Regions from separate parts of the Mus musculus genome. Here regions 1 and 2 are each linked to region 3. A link is a contact called in public promoter capture Hi-C data. All regions are on one chromosome and are shown on one strand. The core of a region is the stretch at or near the end of the contact, and the rest is flanking DNA. Distances in the headings are between cores, read along the strand shown. Region 1 holds the start of Zfp729a (zinc finger protein 729a). Region 2 holds the start of Zfp748 (zinc finger protein 748). Region 3 holds the start of Rsl1 (regulator of sex limited protein 1).

What was found. Capture Hi-C pulls out chosen DNA fragments and counts their contacts.
Region 1: a promoter capture Hi-C map of liver shows a contact between it and region 3, with 6 times the contacts expected there. The contact joins the promoter of Zfp729a here to the promoter of Rsl1 in region 3. A contact is called at or near these places in 1 of 484 Hi-C or Micro-C datasets (B cells), 1 of 115 datasets of contacts at active chromatin or transcription factors (large pre-B cells) and 2 of 9 other capture datasets (adipose tissue and liver).
Region 2: a contact with region 3 is called in a promoter capture Hi-C map of liver. The contact joins the promoter of Zfp748 here to the promoter of Rsl1 in region 3. A contact is called at or near these places in 1 of 39 promoter capture datasets (liver), 3 of 484 Hi-C or Micro-C datasets (CD4 T cells, cerebral cortex and regulatory T cells) and 3 of 9 other capture datasets (adipose tissue, liver and macrophages).

The regions. Positions count from the first base shown.
Region 1 is chr13:67,636,429-67,639,333 of GRCm38.p6, forward strand. It overlaps Zfp729a (zinc finger protein 729a), which reads right to left and starts at 1,353. Exons shown (of 4, transcript NM_183146.4): 1 at 1,219-1,353. The coding sequence starts at 1,254.
Region 2 is chr13:67,551,603-67,554,714 of GRCm38.p6, forward strand. Zfp748 (zinc finger protein 748) reads right to left here and starts at 1,550. Exons shown (of 4, transcript NM_001035231.3): 1 at 1,429-1,550. The coding sequence starts at 1,434. It overlaps 9430065F17Rik (RIKEN cDNA 9430065F17 gene), which reads left to right and starts at 1,600. Exons shown (of 5, transcript NR_131100.1): 1 at 1,600-1,651; 2 at 1,972-2,027.
Region 3 is chr13:67,171,802-67,174,710 of GRCm38.p6, forward strand. It overlaps Rsl1 (regulator of sex limited protein 1), which reads left to right and starts at 1,381. Exons shown (of 4, transcript NM_001013769.1): 1 at 1,381-1,452. The coding sequence starts at 1,417.

The sequences.
Region 1 (2,905 bases), core at 103-2,602, 460 kb after region 3:
ATAAACCTACTATGTGTAAATCATAAGACCCCAAGAGTGCCACGGCTTTTGAAATTTATATTACAACTTTTCAAAATATTTATTTATTTATTTATATGAGCATTCTTTTGCTGACATACCAGAAGAGAACATCAGATCCAATAATAGACGGTTGGGAGCCAACAAGTGGTTGCTGGAATTAAACTCAGGACCTTTGGAAGAATAGGCATGCTCTTAACCAATAAGCCATCTCTCCTTCCCTATCTTACAGCTTTTCAAATACAGTTGAAAAAATTGGAGAATTCTTTCTAAAACTATTAAGGGTGTGTCACTAAACCTGAATGTCACATTGAGGGACAAAAGAAAATTTAAAAGAGTTCAGACACTGCTGATAACGTGAACTCTAGGAAGAAAAGCACGTGAAGAGACAACAATGTACAGAGTCTGGCAGATTAGAAAGCAATGCACAGAGCCTGGCAGATGAGCAGAGGCATTTCCCCCTTCCCTTTCAGACTTTCCAGTGCCACCCTGTGATCTCTCATCACCCCAAGTCGTCTCTCACATCTGAAAAGGAGTCAAAATTTTGGACACAACACATACTCAGAACTGTTGAGGTATTATTGTCTAGTGATTTTTAATCTTTAGTGTAAAATCCTATTTATTTGGATTGTGCAAACACTGGTTCATACCAACTACAAGATTATTTTGTGGTTTTATAGCCATGTATTGTCGCATTCAGGTCACAAAGGTGTCTATCAGAAAATGTGATTTGAATCAGGGCATCCGTGAGTCTAACAATTCATTCCAAAGGAACAGGAACTAACATCCCACACAACAGTTTGCCCTCCCTCACAGGATTCTTGCTCCTTGGACACTAGGAACTTTAGGAAGCTGTTTGAGCTCAAACCAGGAGTAGTCTCCAGGACATAACATACAGAGGGCGCTACAAGTCCAAGTGCTCTGTATGCCCTGAGAATCTGACTACAGTCACGTGAGAACGGGTCAGCTAGGTAATGATGAGTGCGCTCCCGTCAGCATCTCGGGAACAGGCAGTCAGCAGACCCAGCCTGCCCTTGCCATCCTGTTGTTTTCAACCTTCTCCCCTTCAAACCCGTGCCCAGGCGCAGCGGCCCAGCTTAGGTCAGCACAGCATCTCCAGGTCAGCAGCTTCCTGCCTCTCAACAAGCCCGAGCCAGCTCCCTCCGTGCCCTACCTGCCACCCTGCACAGCCCCTCAGACCTGAAAGAAGGCGCTGGTCCCTGCACCGAACTCCATCTCAGAAATCCAGATGCAGCGCTGAGCAGGACAACTGCATACATTTGAGGAGTGAAGTTTGAAGGAAGAATAAGGAAGTTCGAGTCCGATGGCCCTTTCTAATGACGAAACAGGAACCAGGACTACACTTCCCACAAGTCAGTTGGAAGGACTTACAGGGACCCCACCTAAGATGTCTTGTGCATTGCCTGCCTTGCGGTCCAGCTGTGGGCAGCTGAAGTTGGAAAGAACTAAGCTGCAGCACATGGGCAGCCACAGGGAAAGTGGGCTTTTAAAAAAGTCTTTGGTTACAGCAAGCGATGTTAGCCTGTGAGCTGAGTTTCACAGTAATGTTTATCACATTTCCTTGTTATCTCTGCTAAAACATTGTGAGATTAAAGCTTCGATCTTTCTTTCTTTTTTTTTTTTCCCCTTGGTTTTTTAAAGCACAGATTTACTTATGGAATATTACTACCGAATGGAAAATTCATGCTTTCATTGTTTATTTAAAATATGAAAGCAGGAAGTTAATGTAGGAGTGGGCATTATCTCTTTAATATGCTATCAAAACCATCCCAGGTGCTGAAGACAGAATTAGAAATCAAACTGAGTCACCACGAAGTGTTTTCTGAGCACTTGCTTTCCTCCTCTGAATCTCTCCCAAGAGGAGGGGCAGAGCTCCTTGGATCACAATGGTGTGTGTACTGGCTCTTCAATTTCCCTCTGTGTTTGGTTTGATGTTCCTTATTGATTTTCCTGTCTCCACTGATCCTGTCATCATTCACATTTGATAATACTTGAACATTACTGGTAGCTGCCTTGCACTTCCCTCACTTCTCCTAAACAGAACACCGAGATAGTTCCTCCTGGAATTCAAAGGTATCAGAAATATGTTCATATCACTGTAAAATGAGGTCGATGTATTAAAGAAGTTAGACTGGAAACTTGGAGTATGGAGAATTCCCATCTTTTCGTGGGAAGGTTTATTCCTGTGTAGTTCATGCTTGAGTTAAAGCTACAAATGGCATTACAGAAAAGTCTTCATACTTCCCTGAGGCACAATAATTCAAAGCCAAGCTGTTTCAGAGCAGAGACTGTGCAAAATCCCATTCCAATTTTTCTTCTCTAGGGAGTGTGTTTGCCTAGGGATCAGAACAGATTCCTTAACTTAGAAAAACTAGAGTCAACAAGCAGTACATTCACCTGGACATTTGATTGGCATGTCTGTTTAGAATGAGGTCATGAGTGGTCTGTCATCCCCCTGATGGCTGTAGTGAAGGGCATTGCCAACAACCAGAAGGACTTAACATTTCTGAGCATAGTTAGTTTTCCAATATGTGTATGTGTTGAGGTTTGGTATGTTGCTATGTATTGTAATACTAAATTTTATATCTGAAGGTCTAAGCTTACCATGGACCTCTCACATTTAAAAGGTTCTGTTGTGCAAACCTTGTTCCTTGATTGAAAACTATTAGTTAAATCAAATTTGGTACAGCCTATTACTGGAAGGACTAGAAGTAGGTGGCTTTTGAGTTAGGTGGTATGGGGTGGAGAAGAGAGAGAAGGAAAAGAGGCCAGGAAAAGGAGGAAGAATGGGTGAAGAGGATGAGCTGCCATGGGGGGGGGGTGTACATGGCTGGGAGAAACATTAAGTATCTGAAGTACACCACTG
Region 2 (3,112 bases), core at 300-2,799, 380 kb after region 3:
TGAAAACAACTACCGACAGACTCAAGAACAGAAATCTTTATAAACCAAAAGGAGAAAAATGACAAAAATCCGTGCTTCACATTTTTTATTCCTCCCATCCAAATCTATACAAATACCTTCCGTATCTTCTCTCCATGTTAACCAACAGATGTCACACAGATCACCAGGGGATGGTGAGCATCATCATCGCCATCCTGCAAACTTTCCTATCAGAGTCTTTGTAAGGACGACATGTGTAATACAACAACGTCACTATATGTGAGTTTCTAAAATGAGTAATTCCTTCCCTCATATTTTCACTTGTACAAACAAAAGACTATGTGAGCAGCCCACTGTGAAAAAACTACAGGATCCCGAGTGAACCATAGCTCTTAAAGTCATCTCTTACTCTTTTGACCCAGTATAAAAACTTGGGAGAAACGGTTCCGGACGAACTGTTTAAGGGCACTCGTGGAACACAGATCCCACAACTAGTGACAGTTTTAGACACAGTATGCAGTGGACAACGACGGGAGAAAACCATGGGATCGATCAGAGAGCACTGTAAGCATCCGGTCAGGTAGGCAGGACTATTTCTCTTTCCCAGAGAAACTCAAGCACCTCTGTCCCCTTACAGTCAATCCCTAGACACCCTTGTAGCCTCTAGCCAACTCATCTCCCACAAACTAATGGCATCATAATTCCCAATGGAATTGGATGAGTTATTCTTCTCCAGTACAGTGCAGGATCAGTAATTTCTTGTTTTGCAAAGCTAGAATCTTTTCCTTTAGGGGATCATTCTAGCTCTGCATGGGGGTGTTAGTCTGAGGATTCAGGTCACAGCAGTGATCATTAAGTATTCCTATTTAAAACGGCAGTCCATAAATCTCTGTTCCAATGAAAATGGGATTAACATCCCATGCATCAATCTCTCTCGCAAAACTCTCCGTCCTTGGAAACTAGTAACTCTATGAACTTCTATCAATACAAACTAAAAGTATTAGGCCGGCTATAAAGTACAGGAGGGGCCAGATCTCCACTTGGTCTAGGTGTCCTGAGAAAACTGACAAGCGCGGGGAAGGCGTGGGTCCATAGCCAATCTGAGATGTATGAGTCCACCACCACCACTTCCAGGTACAGGTTACGAGCAGACCCGCCTGTCCGAGCAATCCTGGATTTTCATATTCCCAATTCCTTTCTTACCAATACAGCCTCTATAAGAGACCCAGGCAGCTACTCTGAGCTCACAAGAGCGTTCACTTCCAGCACCAACCGCATGCCCTCTCCCCGGCCCCAGCAGGCTTCCAGACGCTGTGGCCCAGCCTAGGTCAGCAGGGCTCCACCAAGTCTGTTCTTCCCGCCTCCGGGCCACCCCTCCTCCGCCGCCTCCGGGCCGGACCCGCCCTCGGTCCCTCCGACCTGCAGCGGTACGCGACACCCTGGACCAACCTCCATGTCAGCGATGCAAGCCGAGCGCGGAGCAGGACCAGAGAATCGCCCAACTTTGAGAGAAAATGCACTAGTGCAGTCGCAATGCGGAAGTGCCGTTTCCACAATGGCTCCTTGTGAAGCGATCCAACGGAAGACTACACTTCCCACAAGTCTGTGCGACGAGGCGCCAGGAAAACAGGCTGGTGACGTGTGTGTTTCCTGTGTTTCTTCACCTCTGCAGGTGAGGATGGATGGGAACGCGAGCATTTTTTGCACTGGGACAGCCATAGGGAGTCGGGCTGCTTTTAAAATCCCGGGTTCACTACCGGAGATGTTTGAATGTGAGTCGAGCCTTTGACTCTAATGTTTGCTGATTATTTCTGGTCAATCTGTACTGATTTAAAACTCAAAGTCTACTTATTATGAGGTTTATTCCATATGTAAAATTCACGTTGACTCAATTTAACTTTAAAATAAATCAGCAAAAAATTGTATGGAAATGACCACTTTCTGTTAAGATGATTTTACAATCAGCCTATTTGTCACTCCGTGTCTTCGCAGATGCTCAGGAGCTTAAGACAGAAGGATGCCAAATCCAAGGATAACCTGGGCAAAAGGTACAAACTACAAAAAAGGGTTACTGAGCATCTTAGGGGTAAAGTCCCTGCTTGCCTGGGATGAAGAAGGCTTTAGTTATAAATACACCACTACAATAGACAATCTCGTCCTGTAGTTAAATAAAATAACCAGTTTGCCACAGCTGGAAAAAAAGTCTTAGTGTGAACATTGGAATCCATACAGTGTAGTGCACAGGTCAAGGTGCACAGATATGATTTAAAATTATAGAACAAAATTAAAAGCCCAGCTCTCTAGAATTCACTTGTAAAGAACTCAGAGAATCTAACTGGGAACATAGAAATAATGAATGAATGAATAAAGATAGATTGGCACCATTGGGACCTCCTATCTCCTCGTAAATATCTAGTGCTGTACTGGTCATGCCAAAGACCAAAGAACAAACCTTTTTAGAAAGAAGAGTCTGGACTCGTGACGGACAGTGGTTCACAAGGAAGCTAAATCTCAGCTGAGAAGGAAAGTCTTTTTTTTTTTTTTTTTTTTTTAATAAGAAACTTGTGTCCTGCCGGGCAGTGGTGGCGCATGCCTTTTATCCCAGCACTTGGGAGGCAAAGGCAGACAGATTTCTGAGTTGGAGGCCAGCCTGGTCTACACAGTGAGTTCCAGGACAGCCAGGGCTATACAGAGAAACCCTGTCTCGAAAAACCAAAAAAAAAAAAAAAAAAAAAAAAAAAAAAAAAAAAAAAAAGAAAGAAAGAAAGAAAGAAAGAAAGAAAGAAAGAAAGAAACTTACTTGTGTCCTTTTTTATTCTTCCCTGAAATGTTTAAGAAGGAGTTTTAATAACTGGTTGGGGAGGGTGGTTGGAGAGATGGCTCAGCGGTTAAGAGCACTGACTGATCTTCCAGAGGTCCTGAGGTCAATTCCAGCAATCACGTGGTAGCTTACAACTATCTGTGGATCCCAATCCAGTGCCCTCTTCTGGTGTGTCTGAAGACAGCTATGGTGTACTCATATAGAAAAAAATAAAAATAACTATTAGGTGACACAAATGCCAATATTTCTATAGATAAGAATGAATAATACAGTCTCTGCAAATATGAATTCAATTTGGAGAGAAGAGTGTGA
Region 3 (2,909 bases), core at 131-2,630:
TTTTCACAATTTTGTGGATTCAAGATTTTTTTCCTTTGTTCTTTGATCTTCTGTACCGATGTTTCTAAGCGTGCATTGCCTATCATCACTTGGTATGCTCACCCTATATATTTCGATGGATAAGTAAAATACATTGATTGAACTCTTAAGTCTATGCTTATGTAGTCTTAGAGGCTACTTTGGGTCTGTGTTCCACAGTGGAGTAGACTCCACTGCAGCTGATTTTTTAGTACCTGCCTTTAGTTCACAGGATCTAAGGAATGGACAAGGCTTTGACTCCATGTGATCCCCTGGCTGTTTTGTTAGCAGCCCCATGTACACTGATTTCTGAGGGCTCTCAGAAGGAAATCCTAGTTGCAGGCTACTCAACTATTGTGGTGAGGGTGTATACCACTTTAAAATGTTTGTGCTCTGTACACTCTTGTTTCTACAGTACAACTCAAAGCCTTGTGCATTTATGTCTCACCTGCATACAACAAGTAGGGGAAATGACTGGATGTGTGACCTGCTTTTATTACAGACACCTTTCTACCAACAGATCAACAGTAGTAGTCTCTGTTGGACATAGGTAGCCTGTTAGCTGGTTTTAATCAATGCCTCCATGGGCTTCTTGTTGATCTTCTTTCCAATGTCTGAGAGTCCGGGGCATTAACTCAGGACAAGAGATTTAGAGGAATGTTAGATACACACATGCTTGGGTGTGGCATGGGGATGTCAAATTTTATCTTCAGAGTCAACCTCCTTGGCCTGCTCAAACAGCATGTGTTTCTGTATGTGTAATATTAGCAATGCCCTGGAGGAATTGTTTCTATATATTCAAAAAGTAGAAACACAAACAACAGTATACAAGTTTGTTGGGGCAGACACCAAGCCAGCTTTGTATCCCAAGTCCATTTGTCAAAAGCCACTGAGGAGCTAGGAGCATAGTCAGGAACGCCAAGGCTGGTTTCAAACATTTTATAAAGTTAGTTTTCCTTGCCACGTTGGTTAGTGTATTGCTTTGTTTATTTAACGAACAACTAAGTCAACGTGCCCCCCGTCCCGTCCCCCCCCCCCCGGCCAGGAAGTAGTAATATTAAAATTACTACTAGAAATGACTTGTAAGCCAAAAGTTTCTGTCAAAGGCTTGACTCAAATCCATACATCTCCGATGTGGTTCTGGGGTCGAAAACCAATCTCATTACCCACAGCTTTTCTGCAGATAAGGCTTCCTCCTTGCACCTTCAACTGTGTGTTCCCATCCACAAAACTCTCCAAACAGTAGACTTCACCCACCCTGGGTTCTGGGATTTCCTTCGCACAGACTTCTGGGAGATGTAGTCCGCACCACTGTGACCACTGGGAGCCTTCCAGGAAATCCCCTTCTGAGTTCAGGTCTGTACTCGTGCGTCTTTCTTAAGGTTGGGCGGAAATCGTATGCGGCTATCTATTCCAGTTGTCTCTGACAAGAAGGTTGGTCCAGGCAGCAGCGTAGCCTGGGGCTCTGTGCGGGATCTGTGTCAAGGAGGTTGGTTCAGGAAGCAGCATAGCCTGGGGTTCAGTGCCGGGAGCTGGGCTCTGTCTTGGAGGGAGCGCTTGAGGACTGGGTGGGAGGGCGGAAGCAGCTGCCAGGACTGGCTGTGCTGAACTGGCTGGGGCCACTGAGGCTGCAGTTTTGGAGTGAGGGGACTGGCCTTTTGGGATTGTGTCCTGAGTGAAGGTTTCCTTTAGAACACCGAGAGCAGCCCGAGTCTGCCTTGGTTCTCTGGTACACTGGAGCAGCTTGGTAGTGGAGGACTAGATTGCAAACTAATGGTGATGAGCTGACTACCTGCTCCTGAGAGAGTGCCAGAGCTCACAGACCTGCATTGCTGGAAGCGCGCGTCCCTGGCTGCCCCCATCTCACCTGGATGCTGCCAGAGTCCTTTGTGTCTTTAGAGTAAAAGGGTTTCTGGTCCCCGTGTACTCTGTAGCCAGCTTATAGCAATGGCCTTGAGGTCTGACTGTGTTCATTTTTCGCTGCCAGTAAAGAATTAAGAGAGGAAAAATCCGAGTTACAACAGCTGTCGTGTTGGGGAATTCTGGGACATAGCCAACATATCTGTCTGAATGCACGGAAAATCTTGGACTAGGGTTGAAGAAACACATGCAGTGGACACACAGGCAGGAATGTCTACAAGGCAGAGTGGGATCAAAAGGAGCTCACACCATGTTTCACCTTGAGGGCTGTGTTTACTAAACTTGACAGGACCTCCATCCCTACTTTACAGTTGAGAATTTTTAAAAAAATATTTATTTATTTATTATATGTAAGTACACTGTAGCTGTCTTCAGACACTCCAGAAGAGGGTATCAGATTTCATTACAGATGGTTGTGAGCCACCATGTGGTTGCTGGGATTTGAACTCAGGGCCTTTGGAAGAGCAGTCGGTGCTCTTAACAGCTGAGCCATTTCACCAGCCCCGAGAATTTTTTAAAAAGAGAGTGTCCGCTTGGCCCCAAATGGTTCCGGTCAACATGACATTATCAGGGCTTGGACTTGTTGAGGAAGTTTATGGACATTGTGTATATTTCTGCCATTGTTTCTGTTATCTTGTAACTTTGCTTCCCATGGTAATATGAGGTATAAAAGGGCGGTGAAAAATAAACTCGAGGCTGCTGTGGTATTGACCAGCAATCCTCCCAAGTCTATTTCTTGGCTCTGCATCTTTTCTGCCTCTCCTGTCTTTAATCCTCACTCCATACTCAGAGACTCTTTGACTCTTGACCCAACCTAGGAGTTGCTGCTTCGTGATCTGTGTTGTATGTATTTTAAGCACTGTGTAGTATAGACAGGCTGGTAGGGAATGGGAAGTCTGTATTGTTTGGAACCTGATCAGGAATCCAGCCCTCTCTTTGCCTCTCATGTTGACTTCCCACCAATGTCCTGC